Regions from separate parts of the Sus scrofa genome. Here region 1 is linked to region 2. A link is a contact called in public HiChIP or PLAC-seq data. All regions are on one chromosome and are shown on one strand. The core of a region is the stretch at or near the end of the contact, and the rest is flanking DNA. Distances in the headings are between cores, read along the strand shown. Region 1 overlaps ATP11A (probable phospholipid-transporting ATPase IH). Region 2 holds the start of ATP11A (probable phospholipid-transporting ATPase IH).

Evidence for each region. HiChIP or PLAC-seq counts read pairs in DNA pulled down with a chosen protein or histone mark.
Region 1: an H3K27ac HiChIP or PLAC-seq map of alveolar macrophages shows a contact between it and region 2. The contact joins the enhancer-like site here to the promoter of ATP11A in region 2. A contact is called at or near these places in 1 of 5 promoter capture datasets (liver), 6 of 47 Hi-C or Micro-C datasets (alveolar macrophages, liver, retroperitoneal adipose tissue and 1 more) and 2 of 2 datasets of contacts at active chromatin or transcription factors (alveolar macrophages and skeletal muscle).

What each region holds. Positions count from the first base shown.
Region 1 is chr11:78,331,895-78,334,594 of Sscrofa11.1, reverse strand. All of the region lies in intron 1 of ATP11A (probable phospholipid-transporting ATPase IH), which reads right to left. Among named protein-coding and RNA genes, the nearest start is that of ATP11A, 41 kb to the right of the region's middle. Within about 2 kb of position 1,359, at least 15 of the 83 cell types and tissues checked have an H3K27ac peak or open chromatin away from gene starts, as enhancers often do. A contact at or near this core is called in alveolar macrophages, retroperitoneal adipose tissue and subcutaneous adipose tissue, where this site is marked.
Region 2 is chr11:78,291,313-78,294,012 of Sscrofa11.1, reverse strand. ATP11A (probable phospholipid-transporting ATPase IH) reads right to left here and starts at 1,279. Exons shown (of 30, transcript XM_021065944.1): 1 at 1,261-1,279.

The sequences.
Region 1 (2,700 bases), core at 110-2,609, 41 kb before region 2:
GCAGAGACGCACAGGGAGCTGCCGAGGATACACGTGTGCACACGTGCACCCGCGTCAGAGACGCACAGGGAACTGTGCGGATACACGTGTGTACACGCGTACTTGCACCTGCAGGGCAGACGACCCGTCCCTGCAAGGAAACAGGACGGGTCCAAAGTTCGTTGTGGTTGAAGCTGAGTTAGACTGGCTTCATCATGCTGTTATTTCTCATTCTGTGGATGCTGGGAAACGTGCATAATGAAAAGTCAGATGCAGAGAAAATAATACACGCGTACCTGCCGCCTAACCTTAGAAACGATTGTTACGTGAAACTGAAACCTGGCGTCTGTAACGAGCTGATTGAGTCCCCCAAAAAGACACACATCCAAGTCCCTGCTCCCAGAACCTCAGCGGGGACCTCATCTGCAAACAGGGTCATTGCAGGTGGGATTCATTAAGACCGACTCACTCTGGGTCACGACAGGCCACAAACCCGGTGACAGGTGTCTTTCTGGGAAACACAGACACACACAGAGTTGGGGGGGGCACCTGAACGTCAAGGGACACGGCGGATCCAGCGGCCCCAAGGGCAGGAGATGGCAGGACCCTCCCCTGGAGCCTCTGGGGGGCGCGGACCGACTCAGCCGCCCCGCCCCACGCAGTGAGAACTGCCGTGTGAGATTCGCGGGTGTTCTGAGGACTTCTAGAAGGTGCAGCACGTGCTCTGCGTGGGCCGGGCTCACCCGGCCCCGCTCCTCCCCTTCGTTTCCAAGACGTGGTTCAAAATGTTCAGCCACGCATCAATCAGTCCTTTGCCTAAGGCGCTTCTGCCTCCGGAGGCAGGCGGGACGGGCAGCAAGAGCCCCTTGGCTCCCTCCGTCTGTCTCCACACGAGCCGCCCAGGAAAGCGAGGTGTCCGCTCAGGGCACCTGCCGCTTCCGGCGCTGTTCACTGTTCGGGGCCAGCGCGGGCTCGGCACACCGGCGTCTACGCAGTAAGCGGGCTCTGAAGAAGATACAGTGTTGACGGTTTCAAGCACCAGCTTAGCCGAACCCCTCAGACTCCAGGCCCAGACGCTCCTCCCCCACGGTCACCTGCTCCCGCCGGCCGCGTCAGCTCTGGTCCTGAGGCCCTGGGCAAAAGAGGAAACCCAGTGCCCGGACCTGTGCCGCCTGCATCCAAGAGGCAGGTCCTCTGCCCGCCACCCCTGCTCACGGCAGCGGGGACCCCACCCTGGGGACGGGGCCCGAGGACGTGGCCAGAGGCCAGGAGCTCCACCCAGGCGCCCGCTCCACTTCCTCTGGAGCGGCCTCGGGGTGGCAGGGACCCAGACCGTGATGGGAAGTGACTCGGTGCTGCTCTGGCTCCGCCCCGAGGCTGCATCCTGGCCTTTTGTTTGGTACAAGCCTGCAGTTGTTCCCCCAGGAGGCAACTACATTTGTAGATCAGAACACATCCCTGACCAAACTCCTCACGCCTCTCACACACACACACACACAGCCGGTCAGCAGGAACTGTCCACACACAGACACACACACACACAGACACACACACACAGACAACACACACACAGAGATAGACACACGAGCAGAGACACACACAGACACACACACAGAGACACACATACACAGAGACATACACACACAGACACACATGGACACACACAGACACACAGACATACACACTCACAGACACACGGACACACACAAATACACACATAGACACAGGGGCACACATACACACAGGCCCCACCACACAGGTCTCACTGAGCCACCGTTTGCTCCCACCTGCCAGGCTTTGGAAAGAGCACAGTGAGGCCAGCGGCCTCGGGTTGCTGACCCGGCCTGGGACGTCCTGGGGCTGCTGCGAGGACCACCTCTGAGCTCAGAGAGGCCTGCTGCCATCGGCCCCACGGGAAAGGGCCCATCGTGCCGCTCAGCACCCCCGACCAGCTGCCGCTGCCGCTGGTTCCCCTGCCGACTCCTGACCCCCTCGGGTCCCCCGGGAGGCCCCTCACCTGCACGGACCGCCGGGCAGGGCGGGCACTCGAGCGACACTTGAAGCCAAGGAGAAACCCAGACTCACCTCGGGGGCAACCGGCCACTGAACCCAGACCCGAGGTTCACACATGGCTTCCTCCAGAACGTTCCCCGATTCCACCCGTTCTGTGTGAGGCCAGGCCCTGGCTCCCCCACAACATCGCAACCATGCCCGCAGCTCCCCAGCGAAATAACAACCCTTTCTGCGGGCACAGCGGAAACCACCAGGGCTCTTCAGGGGGCTGAGCGGGGCCAGGCGGCACGAAAACCAGCAGAACCCTCACAACCCGCCCGACACGGGGCTCCGTCAGCAGAGGTAGGCCTGTGTGGCCCTGGCCAGGTGCCGGGAAGGCCTGGCCCCCAGCCGCCACCCACCCCACAAGCACAGACCCCCTTAGAAAAGAGCCAGGCCTCCCTGGATGCCGCCAGACACCAGGTCCCAAGTACAACGCCCCAGGGATGGTCACACACCTCAATTTCCTGAGACACGAAGGAACAGCCACTGCGGAAAGAGAGCCAGTCCCGCAAGGCCCGGGCCCTCCCCGGTCACAGGGTATTGACAAGCTGGCCTTGCAATTGTTTTTGAGATACTGCATGGGGAGTTCCCACTTTGGTGCAGGGGGTTAAGGATCCGGCATTGCTGCACCTGCGCCTCGATTTCTGTCCCTGACCCGGGAACTTC
Region 2 (2,700 bases), core at 30-2,529:
CCGTCCCCGGGCGCGGTGACCCCCGCGAGGCCGCCCGAGCCCTCAGCGACCCCGGGCGGGAGGCCGCAGCAGGGTCGGGGGCGGAGGACCCGTCCCGCCCGGCCCCGGCCCGGCCCGGCCCCGGCCCCAACCCCGCGCGGGCAGCACTCACGTATCTGTGCACGAGCGTCCGCACGAGGCTGCAGTCCATGGCTCCTCCGGCCGCGCCCGCCCGCTCAGCGCCCCCAAGCCCGGCTCGGCGCGCCCATGGGCCCGGGCCCGAGTGCGGCCGCGCGCCCCGCCCCGGTCACGGCCTGGGCGCGCCGGGCGGTGCGGGGGGCGGCCGCGGCCCCTCCGCGCTCATGCCCGGCCCGGCCCGCGGCGGCCGGCGAGGGGTGGCCGCTCGGCGGGCGGCCGCTCGGTGGCCGGAGCCCGCGCGCCGCGGCTGGGGCGATGGGGCTGCGGCTGGGCGCGCGGCGGCCGGCCGATCCCGCCGCTGCTCGGCTCCGCGCTCCGGCTCCTCTGCTCTCCTGCGCTCCGCTCTCCGCTCTGCTCTCCTCCCGGCCTCCGCCCGCCGCCCCTCTCAGCCCGGCCTCCGGCCCCGGTCCCGGCGCGCACGTCACGAGCGCGAGTGAGCATGCGCCCCGCCGCCCGGCCCCCGCCCCGCTCCCGCGCCCTCGCAGACTCCGGCCCGCGCGCCCGGCCCTCCCCGAGGCCCGCCCCCGCAGCCCGGGCGCCCGGGGCCCTGGGGCGGAGGGCGGAGGGCGGGGGGCCCGCGGGCGGGGAACGGCTTCCTGTTGCTTCCGCCTCCCGGGCGGGGATGCGCGCCAGACACCTGGGGCCCGGAGGGCGGGGAGCCGGCGCCTGGCACCGGGTCCGTCCGGGGCGCAGGCACGCGGGCCTCAAACTTCCATCCACCCCGGAAGGCCCGAGGGCGGCGCGGGGAGTCGGGGAGGGGGCGGGGGAGCGGGGGAGGGTTGGGCCCGAGACCGGCTGAATCGGGTCTGTGTCTCCCCAGTGCCAGGCCGGCCCCACGCGAGGCCCCTCCTGCTCTGCAGGTGACAGAGGCGGAGGCGGGCCTCAAGTGGCTGCCCAGGGTCGCGCGGCTTCTCCGCGCCGCAGGGAAGATGGGCGCAGGGTCCCCCACCTGGGATCCTTGCTTCTTTCTGAAATCCCACAGGCGCCCGAGCCCTGGGCCCCTGGCCCTTTGGACTCCAGAGCTGTGACAGTCGCAGGCACTCGTTATCCGGCGGGGGTGAGGGGTAGAAATCAGCCTCGAACCTGTTAGTCCAGCCTCCAGCCCCACAGGCCACGCTGCCTGTTGCTGTCGGGCCGGTCCAGCTCCTGCCTCCGCCGCTAGCTCCGCCGAGAGGGAGCTCTGGGCCCCGGGGCGCGCGCCTGTGCAGCTCTCTGGGCATCAGGCATCAGGCGGGGAGAGCGTTTCTGTCAGGCAGACGCCTGGGTTCAATGCGGGGAATGTTTCCGCTTTCCCAGCATGAAGCAAACTATCTCTTCTCAACCCCGGCCCGCCCTGTACCGGTGCACTTTGTTTCCAACTTCCGTTCTTGGGGCCAAGGGCCACCACTTGTGAAACCCGAGGGGCCTGACAAGGCCTTTGGCGACCGATCCGATCCGGGCCTTGCCGGAACGCACCTGAGTGTTCTTCTGGCTGCTTTTCGGGAAGAAGCACGGGCACTTGGGGTTAGACGCGGAGACTAGGAAGGAGCACTAGTGAATAATCGGGTAATCAGGCCCAAACCATCCCGACGCTGACGTGCTTTTCTGCGGAAAATGCTCCAGTTTGGGGTCAGCTAACTCAATGATTCTCCACTTTCCTTCCAAATCTACTCTCTCCTGCTTTGTGTCTAGGAGGCCCAAGGCCCCCCTGGGGGATCTGCACCAACAGAGGTGCCCGCTGCCAACTGGAGACCAGGAGAGAGATGGGGCCTTCCTTCCCTCCACCACGCCCTGGCCTCACCTTCGCCTGGCAGTGTCTGTTTCCCTTAGTGGCCACGGGGCTTGTCCAGCTGCCTTTTCCATTCGATCAACTCATGTCAGGCTCCAGGAACCACGGTTGTCCCCAGGCCCCCTCCGCTGGGCAGGGGTGGCGGCTGGGCCCTGGGGCCAGCGCCTCTGGTGGGTCATAGAACGATGACCGAGCCGCAGACGTCCCACACTTTTCCTCGTCTCCTCCCAGCAACGCTGCCTGCCTTCTGCCAGGAGCCCGCTGCCAGCGCCAGGTTTTGGCCGGCCTTCCTCCGCGCAGTCAGTGGCATTTGCAGGGAGAAATCCGACATGGTGACGGGATAAAGGCTGCATGTTTTTCAGGAAGGCCTGTTTTGTTCTGTGGCCAGTGTTAATTTTGTATTGTAGTAGACACTGTGCTTGCCACAGCCGTGCCCTCTGTCCTTGCTGCCAGAAACCCACCTTGGTCCAGGTAGCCGCCCCGGCAGGGTTCACACAGCAGGGGGGAACTGGTCCAGGTAAGCTCATCTCAGTAACTCCACGCCTCTTCGGTGACTGGTTTAAAACAAGTGTAAGCCAATGAACCTGCCTTTGGGAAGGTCTCCTCACTCATAAAAAGGCCCATGACGAGGACATGCTCCTTGGTCCCTCTGGATGGCGTGAGTTTGGATGTGACGTCTGGCACTCTGCAGCCTTCTTGCATCCATGATGTGACCGAATATCCTCCCAGTGGGGATGGCGGCGTGGAGGGATGGG